Linked DNA regions of Triticum aestivum: region 2 is linked to region 1. A link is a contact called in public Hi-C data. All regions are on one chromosome and are shown on one strand. Each heading gives the region's core, a stretch centred on a gene start, on an enhancer-like site or on the middle of the called end of the contact. The rest is flanking DNA. Distances are from core to core; before and after follow the strand shown.

Region 1 (4,357 bases), core at 884-3,383:
GTATGCGATGGAAATTTTGCTCTCCGAATCAAGTGTTGTCACCACATACTATTTTAACTGGGATACAAGTGCTGTGGCCATCTTTTTAGCGATTCTTGGGTTGACTGTTCTTCCAGTAAATGCCATTGTTGGGAGCTACGTTACGAATTGGTTTGAGGACAGGTAACTTCTCTTAACATAACATCCTTATCGTTTCTAGAAGCATCATACTAATCATATTGCTTTTCTTGCCTTCATTGAACCATGCAATACGATTAGGCTGATGTAATATAGCCTAGTTGTTGAAAGACACAATAGAACACAAATGCAATGTCCTATTGCTCTTACACTGTCATATTGAGATACAATTGGGTGAAGCCACCAGAGCAGACTCGGTGAACCTGGGTACACATGCACCCAGATGAATAGTAAATTGCAAAAAAACGAGAAAAAAATCCAGGAACAATCTGTTTTTTTTTTTGGTAACAAACATAATAAGTGTCTTCTACCCATGTGTGATGTTTCGTGAAGAATTGACATTCCTTGTGTTCTGGACGAAAAAAGACAAAATTGGTGCTCTAAAGAAGGCATTTTTCAAACATTTGGGAGGTCCGATTTTATATTTTCCGCATTACATATGGGTGGAACACACGACTATGTATGTTACAAAAAAATGACTGTGTGCATTGCTCGATGCAGAGACCGGGGATTACCCTCCTTTTTGGAAAACTGTATGTTACAAATAAAATCAGAATTATTTTTAGGCTTCCTTTTACTCCCTCCGTTCCTAAATATTTGTCTTTTTAGGCTACCTTTTACCCATTTTGAAGATTTTAATGATAAAAAGTCCTCTTTCGCAGGCAAATTCTGTTGGCATCTGAAATCATGGTTCTGATTGGCATTATCATGAGCTTCCGTTACACACCTCACTACTCCATTCCACAGTACGTCTCTTCGGCTCTCATCACGTTCGTATTCGCAGAGGTGCTTGAAGGTATGTACACCATAACTAATCGTCTAATCCGAGAATCATTCAGCTCAGCAGCACATGCGATATTATATCTGAAACAACCTCTACATTGCTCACGATCAAATGCAGGAGTAAACCTGTCCCTGCTTTCGCGGGTCATGTCATCGAGGCTGTCGCGAGGGACCTACAACGGCGGCCTCCTCTCAACGGAGGCCGGGACGCTGGCCCGTGTGGTCGCGGACGCGACAATCACCGCAGCGGGCTACCTAGGCACGGACATGCTCCTCAACGTCACCCTGCTGCCGCCTCTCGTGATCACCATCGTCTCCATCGTCGCAACATTCTGCACATACAACACCCTCTACTGAGGAGGCTGATCAGTACAACCTTTTCTACTCTCTGAAGAATGTACAGGCAGTGAAAATGGTTCCTGCCCACATTGGGCTGGGTAGTTCAAGTAGTGGCGATATTTGTTTGTAGACTTCATCAACTTCAATAAACTGTGTAAATGTTGATCTGTTGCACGTCCATGTAAGAAAAAGGCGTCGTAGTGCGGTAGTGCATGCATCGAACAGATGTAAATTAAGTTGCTTTTTTATTTGTATCCCTGAACCTGCGAATTCAGATGCATTTAGTGTGTGTTGGAAATGCAGCATGGATATGATTTCTGGCGCACACTGACAAATTTAAAGTGACAAGGTATTTCTGTACTCCTCTAAGCAATCCTGAGGCTTTAATACTGAGCTCCCAACGCCCGGCTCCCGGGGTAGATGATCTAACTCCACGCGGGGCGCCAAATGCAGGCGCTGGGGCGTGTTAAAGAAACCTCGCTGGGCCGGGCCGTTTCGAGCGCGCCAGATGGGCATGCGTCAACCGTTTAGCTGGGCCATGCCAAATCCTCACCCGCTGACTCGCCCCGGCCCGGCGGTAGGTCGCGACCAAACAGGGAAGAGGGCGCGTCACCTTTGACACGGCCGCTCCGCACGGCCACGGAGATGAGCTCACTGGTTGCTCCGGTGGTTGAGTCCTTTTCCTACCGCTTCTTTACCACGCTCATGGCATGCTCACTGCGGCCTGCTGTACCCTAGCACACGTATGGTCGCATGTGTGCAACAAGTGTGCATGCCGGGTCGTCGGGCGATTTACCGGAGCACGGCGATATAAAGGGCGCATGGTATCCTACGGGTTGGTCACACAAGAACCAAGCTCCACCACAGCACTCTCAGTCCAACCTCGTCACGGTCGGCTTGCATCTTGGCACGTACGTACTCGCCATGGCTTCCGACCAGCCGTTCGCAAGAGCACTGGTGATCATCTGCGCGATCCTGTGCTGCTCGCCACAAGGTGACTGGTTTAGCTCTCCGTGTCCATCTTGCATTATGCCATTGTGTTACCGATTGATGAGCGTGTGCATTGATGTCGTGAAACAAAAACAGCGCGAGCCGTGAACTACACGTTCGCCAGGGACGCGACGCGGGCGCCGGCGGTGTCGTACTACGACTACATCATCGTGGGCGGCGGCACGGCGGGGTGCCCGCTCGCCGCCACGCTGTCGCAGCGCTTCCGCGTGCTCCTACTGGAGCGCGGCGGGTCGCCGTATGGGGACCAGCGGGTGGAGAACATGACCCACTTCACGGCCACGCTCGCCGACACGTCCGCGGGGTCGCCGGCGCAGCGGTTCGTGTCCGAGGACGGCGTCATCAACTCGCGCCCGCGGGTGCTGGGCGGCGGCAGCTGCATCAACGCCGGCTTCTACACGCGCGCCAGCGACGAGTACGTGCTGGACGTCGGGTGGGACCTCGAGGCGGCCAAGGCGGCGTACCGGTGGGTGGAGGACGTGGTGGCGTTCCACCCGGAGCTCGGCCCCTGGCAGGCCGCGCTGCAGAGGGGGCTCATGGAGGTCGGCGTCGCGCCGGACAACGGCTTCACGTTTGACCACATCGACGGCACCAAGGTCGGCGGCTCCATCTTCGACGACGAGGGGCGGCGCCACACGGCCGCCGACCTGCTGCGGTACGCGCGCCCCGAGGGCATCGACCTGCTGCTCCGGGCCAGAGTGGCCAAGATCCTCTTCAATGTCGGAGGTCAGAGCTCTATCAGTCAAAGTTCGTTTTGTGTTTACGGCCAGGCGACATGCATGCACGCGGCATTTTTGCGTGCCGACCGAACTGACATTTCGTCACCCGCGCTTGTTGCGCGCCAGGGCGCCGGGCACGGTCGGTGGCGCACGGCGTGGTGTTCCACGACTCCAGGGGGCGGATGCACAAGGCCTACCTCAACACCGGCCGCCGCAACGAGATCATCCTCTCCGCGGGCGCCATGGGCAGCCCGCAGCTGCTGATGCTCAGCGGCGTCGGCCCCGCGGACCACCTGCGCTCCTTCAACATCACCCTCGTGCTGAACCAGTCGGCGGTCGGCCAGGGCATGGCCGACAACCCCATGAACGCCATCTTCGTGCCGTCGCCTTCCCCCGTCGAGGTCTCCCTCATCCAGGTCGTCGGCATCACCCACTTCGGCAGCTACATCGAGGGCGCCAGCGGCTCCAACTGGGCCAACCCGCGCCACCAGGGCTCCGGCGGCAACCGCCGGCCGCCCCGCAACTTCGGCATGTTCTCTCCACAGGTACGTACGTATACATTGCGAGTGACACTGACAACTTGCCAAACGGTCAGTGGAACAGAACACTGTGATCCCAGCTTGCATGTTGTTCTTTCAGACTGGGCAGCTGGCCACGGTGCCCCCGAAGCAGCGCACGCCGGAGGCCATCGCGCGCGCGACGGAGGCGATGAGCCAGCTCGACGACTCGGTGTTCCGCGGCGGCTTCATCCTGGAGAAGGTCCTTGGGCCGGCGTCCACGGGCCACCTCGAGCTGCGGAACCTCAACCCAGACGACAACCCGGCGGTGACGTTCAACTACTTCTCGCACCCGGAGGACCTCCGGCGCTGCGTGGAGGGGTTGACGCTCATCGAGCGCGTCATCCAGTCCAAATCCTTCCAGAACTTCACGTACCCCTACTTCTCCTTGGAGGAGCTGCTCAACATCACGGCGGAGTTCCCCGTCAACCTGCTGCCTCGGCACGACAACGACTCCAAGTCTCTGGAGCAGTTCTGCAAGGACACCGTCATGACCATCTGGCACTACCACGGCGGCTGCCAGGTCGGCAGGGTCGTCGACGCCGAGTACCGGGTGCTCGGCGTCGACGCGCTGCGCGTCATCGACGGCTCCACGTTCAACGCCTCGCCGGGAACCAACCCGCAGGCCACCGTGATGATGCTCGGCAGGTAATCGCCCATTTTTGCTCCTTTGGGGTACATGTCATTTTGGGTGACCATCCCTAAATGTTTAGCACTTTTTAGCCAAGGTCCTAGGCTCCTAGTGGGTACTGATTCGGTCTCAATGGTTGCATT
Region 2 (4,494 bases), core at 1,771-4,270, 49 kb before region 1:
CGCTGTTTCGCAGAAGTGAGCCAGCGCCCGTCCGGGGGTTGGCGGGCCCATTTAGCATTGCAGCGATACCGGTTTTGTGCACCTTCTAGGATGTTTTTAGCCGGGGTTTTTCAGTTTCGGGAACGTTTTAGAAGGTTCATTTTTCAGTTCCATTTTTTCTCTTCCTTTTCGTTTTTCTTTTCTTTGTTTCTGTTCTTCCACATTTTCATTTTTTCTTTTCCAAAATTATTTTCTGTTTTCCAAAAATGTTCGCGAATTTTAAAAATGTTTGAAATTTCAATTTTTTTCACATTTTCGGAAAATGTTTCTGTTTTCAAATTTTTTTCAGCAATTCAGGAAAATGTTTCGAATTTCAAAATTATTTTGCTTCTCTCAGAAAATGATCAATTTTTTTAAAAAAGGATATCAAAATATGATAGTATTTTTTCAATTTTGGTCACAAACTAAAAAGTTTAAGGATATCAAAAAATCGTTCCCATTTTTCAAAATTTGTACACACTTTCATAAAATGTCATGTTTCGAAAAATGTTCAGATTTTTAATTTACTTTTCACAAGTTCCAGTTTTTCAAATAAGTTTATATATTCAACACATGTTTCGTTCTAAAAATTTGTTCACAAATAAAAAAAATTCATGTTTTCAAAATTAGTTCGCCAATTTAAATAATGTTTGCTTTTTAAAAAAAATCAAAATGAAAAAGTTCCTGTTTTTAAAACTATATATTAAATTCAACAAATGTTACATTTTCGCATTTTGATCACTAATTCGAAAAATTATTCATGTTGTCATATTTTGTTCGCCAATTCAAAAAAATGTTCGGGGGGGACTTTGAATTTTTGAAGTTTTGTAAATATTGTTCATAGTTTCAAAAAAATAGTTCATGTTTTAAATTTTGTTATTTTTCTTTCAAAAAAGTTTTACAAAAGTTTTTTTGTGGAAATTTCGCAAACTGGTTTTAAAGTTTTGTCGCCGCGGTTAGATTCTTTAAGATTCGCATTGTAAGTATTTCTCTTGGGCTAGCCAGTCGTGGTTGTAGCGCAGTGTGTGCATCTAGGACAGGTGGTGGGTTCGATCTCTAACGCAAACTGTTTTTGCGATCTTTACGTCGCCAAGCGAAGGCACCAGAAATGGGCGGCCCAGGGGTGAGCTGCGCCGTGTGCGAAGCCGCGATTTCTTGCCGCAATAAGCTGCCTATAGGATGGCCCGCCATGTATCGCTTCTAGCAACCTGCAAGCTGGCCTCGCTCGCTAGGCTAGGCAGGCATTCCATACCTGCGGGATGGGCCAGCCCATTCGCACGTCGAATCGCCCACACCAATAGCCTTGACAGGGTTTATTTATTTTTTGTTTTTTCTTCCTTTTCCCACTTTTATTCTAATTCAGTAGTTTTGGATTAAAATGAATTCGATGTTTTCGCTTTTTTGATAGTTTGGTGCGTTTTCTTTCTATTTGAAACATGTTCATGAATTTGATAAAAATGTTCTTGTATAAAATTTGAAGAATTTAGAAAATGTTCATGAATTTTGGAAATGTTAAAAAAATATGCAAAACTAATGACGAATTTTATCAAATTTCATGAAACTAAAATGTGCACAAAATTAAGAAAATGCTTAAGAATTTAAAATTTTATTCGGTATTTTAGCAAATTTTAAAGAATTGTAAAAATATTCACAAAGAGGAAAAATATTAATGTATTCAATAATTGTTTGGAAATTTATAAAAATGTTCGTGTATTCTTAAAAGAAATATTACTGAAAATGTTCACAGATTTAAAATTATTATGAATTTCCAAAATATTCACAAATTTAGGAAAATTTTACCAAATTTTAAAATATTCATGAATTTGAGAAAACATCAAATATTGGAAAAGGAAAACTATGTTTGAATTTCTGCATTAATATACAGAACCAAAAAGAAAAAGGGGAAATAAAAACTGCAAGAATAAACAGCAAGGACGGCCAAAACAATGTTAGGGAAATTGTGAAAATAAATCGGGGTCCAAAGCTGGTTTGTGCAAATGGCCCAGACACTCTTATCCTTTGTAGGCGATCTCTATGTAAAATGCTTGCGCGGAGCGATATATATCAATTGCGCACACCTCAGGCTCAGCGCTGCCGTGTAGTGGGACATCTCCATTTTGCCTGTTTTTATGTAGTTTTATCATTACGCGTGCTATTGCAATACTGGAAAATTTGAAAATATTTTATATTTTTCAAAATATAAAAATTGAAATGTTTTGAATTTTTTTAAAGTCCTGTATTATTTTTTCTAAAATTTGTGCGATTGTAGAAAAAAAATTGTGGCACATAAAAAATACTTAAGAATTTTTGTAATGTTCATGAATTTACAAATATTCTATAAATTTAAAAGGTTGCAATATGTTTTCCGAATTTCAAAAGGAGCCAATATCTTAGAAAAATTTCATGAATTTAAATAAATGTACGTGAACTAAAAATGTTCCAAAATTTAAAGAAACATATATGAACTAAATTATTTATTGCAATTTTTGTTGATAGCTTACCAAGATGACCACTTGGTATATGAACTAAATTATTGTTCAAGAATTTTCGAAAAATATTGAAAAATGAAATAATTGTCATGAATTTTAGAAAAAATGTTAACAAGTTGAAAATTGATCACTAATTAAAAAATTAAAATCATGTAGCGCTGCGCCAGAGTCTCGCAGTGGGCGAGAAATAGCCCTGGCGTGGAGAAAGAGGCAGGTCGTGGTCACGCGTAGGGCTGCGAACGAGGTTGGACGTGCTCCGTGCGCCGTACCCTGACTGACGGCCGCGAGGGGTGGAGAGGAGAGAGACGATCAGACGGCTTGGCCCGGCGTAGCGTGGCACGAGGCCGGCAACGGCACGCGCAGCAGCGGAGGGTCGCTGATGGCGATACTCGGCTGTGTCGCGCCACGCACGGACGGAAGAAACTTTGCCATCTGACAGCCCAGAGGTCACCTTCACCTGCCAAAAGGACAAGCTGGTGAAGGACCATACTACATCAGATCGTGGTGTGGCTGTATCATTGCCGCGTCCAAAACCAGCGCTCGATTATTGCGGTCGAGCCATCGCCCTCGCCGTGCAACCTGTTCGAAAACACTGCGCCCGGCTGTGGAAGAAGCTGGGAAGAGACGAAAATGGAGAGAGACGGATGGGCGATGGCCGCCGTGCATTTCATTTGCCCCCCGTCGCACTCGAAAGAGGCATTCTTTGATTCTCTTCGTCACGCCTAGCACGTGCGTGCACGAGTTGGTAGCCGTAGGACGAACGAACGATGTAGTAGTAACGGCTTTTCACTTTCATACGTACGTGGGTTTTTGGTGGGCTGCGAATTTTTGCCTGTTCTATTCGATTGATGTAGATTTTATGTCAAGTGGTGACAGTTCGTCAAGCCGAACCTTTTGTTTGTTACTGATAATAACAAAATTAAATGAGAGTGATGCATCGGAGGGAAAGATCCTTTGCACAGTCCATAAGCAAATGGTTCCGTACAGCTACATCTCCACCTAAAATCGGCGCACTCATGGAGACCACACAATATAGGTTTTTTTAGGGGCACACAATATAGTATTTGCTGTACACATGTCACAGAAGGCTGCTGGTGATAACTTGGATGAAATTGATGTGGACTCGTGAGAATGTGAGTCCATAGCCACAAAAGTTTTGCTGATTCTTCTTGCTTGACATGGGATAAATCAGGTTTCACAAAAAAAGAGAAGACTTGGGAGAAATCTTAAGTAAAAAAATTGGCGTAAGAACGACCCGGTTCTTCCATTGTGTAAATAATGATGGCCGAGATGTTTCACCCTTAACCACCATTAGTATAATTCCGGCGCGTTGCCACAGGCAACAATTAACGATGTTTTTCAAGGTATGAGATTGCTAACCGGACATGCTGCCCGGTCGCAATTAACGATGTTAATTTGATGAAACAAATTATGTACGAACTCTCCAATTAACAACTAATTTTTTCTTCATTTTACTATATATATGTAGAACAGGGCAACCTAGCATCAGACATACTCCCTCCGTCCCATAATATAAGACGTTTCAAAAAAGGTCATACATTATGGGATGGACGGAGTAGTTATCTATCGCATGTTGCTTTTCATAGAGATCTCAAAAGCATCAAGTGAAGAATAAAGTCACTAAAGAAGTGAAAATAAATAATGCAAATGAGTGATAATTTTGAAAGAGAACATTTCTTTCATAGTAAGCTTCGGCACAAATACAATCAGGAAATTCAATTCACTCATAGGAAGATCTTAGTTGAACATCGACAAGCACTTATAATTTAGGGAAACTCTTCCAACGGAAGTCTAATAGGATCTAATCTTCAGACTAGTCAAGGGACGTCGATGCGGCTTTCATCTCATAGTCGAAATTGATTCCACTCCCGTCGATGTGTTTTCAAATCTCGACGATTTTCTCGCCACATATTCACCCATAATCACACCTGCCATGTACCCACCCACGCGTCCCTCGTTCCCATCT

Evidence for each region. Hi-C and Micro-C count contacts between places; a contact is called where the count stands out from the background.
Region 2: a Hi-C map of leaf shows a contact between it and region 1, with 3 times the contacts expected there. The contact joins the enhancer-like site here to the promoter of LOC123054127 in region 1. A contact is called at or near these places in 2 of 5 Hi-C or Micro-C datasets (both in leaf).

Annotation. Positions count from the first base shown.
Region 1 is chr2D:509,961,056-509,965,412 of IWGSC CS RefSeq v2.1, reverse strand. It overlaps LOC123054127 (protein HOTHEAD), which reads left to right and starts at 2,133. Exons shown (of 5, transcript XM_044477820.1): 1 at 2,133-2,293; 2 at 2,386-3,033; 3 at 3,153-3,571; 4 at 3,666-4,231. The coding sequence starts at 2,224. It overlaps LOC123054128 (SPX domain-containing membrane protein OsI_17046), which reads left to right. Exons shown (of 12, transcript XM_044477821.1): 10 at 1-162; 11 at 840-973; 12 at 1,079-1,604. The coding sequence ends at 1,317.
Region 2 is chr2D:510,010,542-510,015,035 of IWGSC CS RefSeq v2.1, reverse strand. No RefSeq gene overlaps it. Among protein-coding and RNA genes, the nearest start is that of LOC123054128, 42 kb to the right of the region's middle. Within about 2 kb of position 3,020, at least 7 of the 8 cell types and tissues checked have an H3K27ac peak or open chromatin away from gene starts, as enhancers often do. A contact at or near this core is called in leaf, where this site is marked.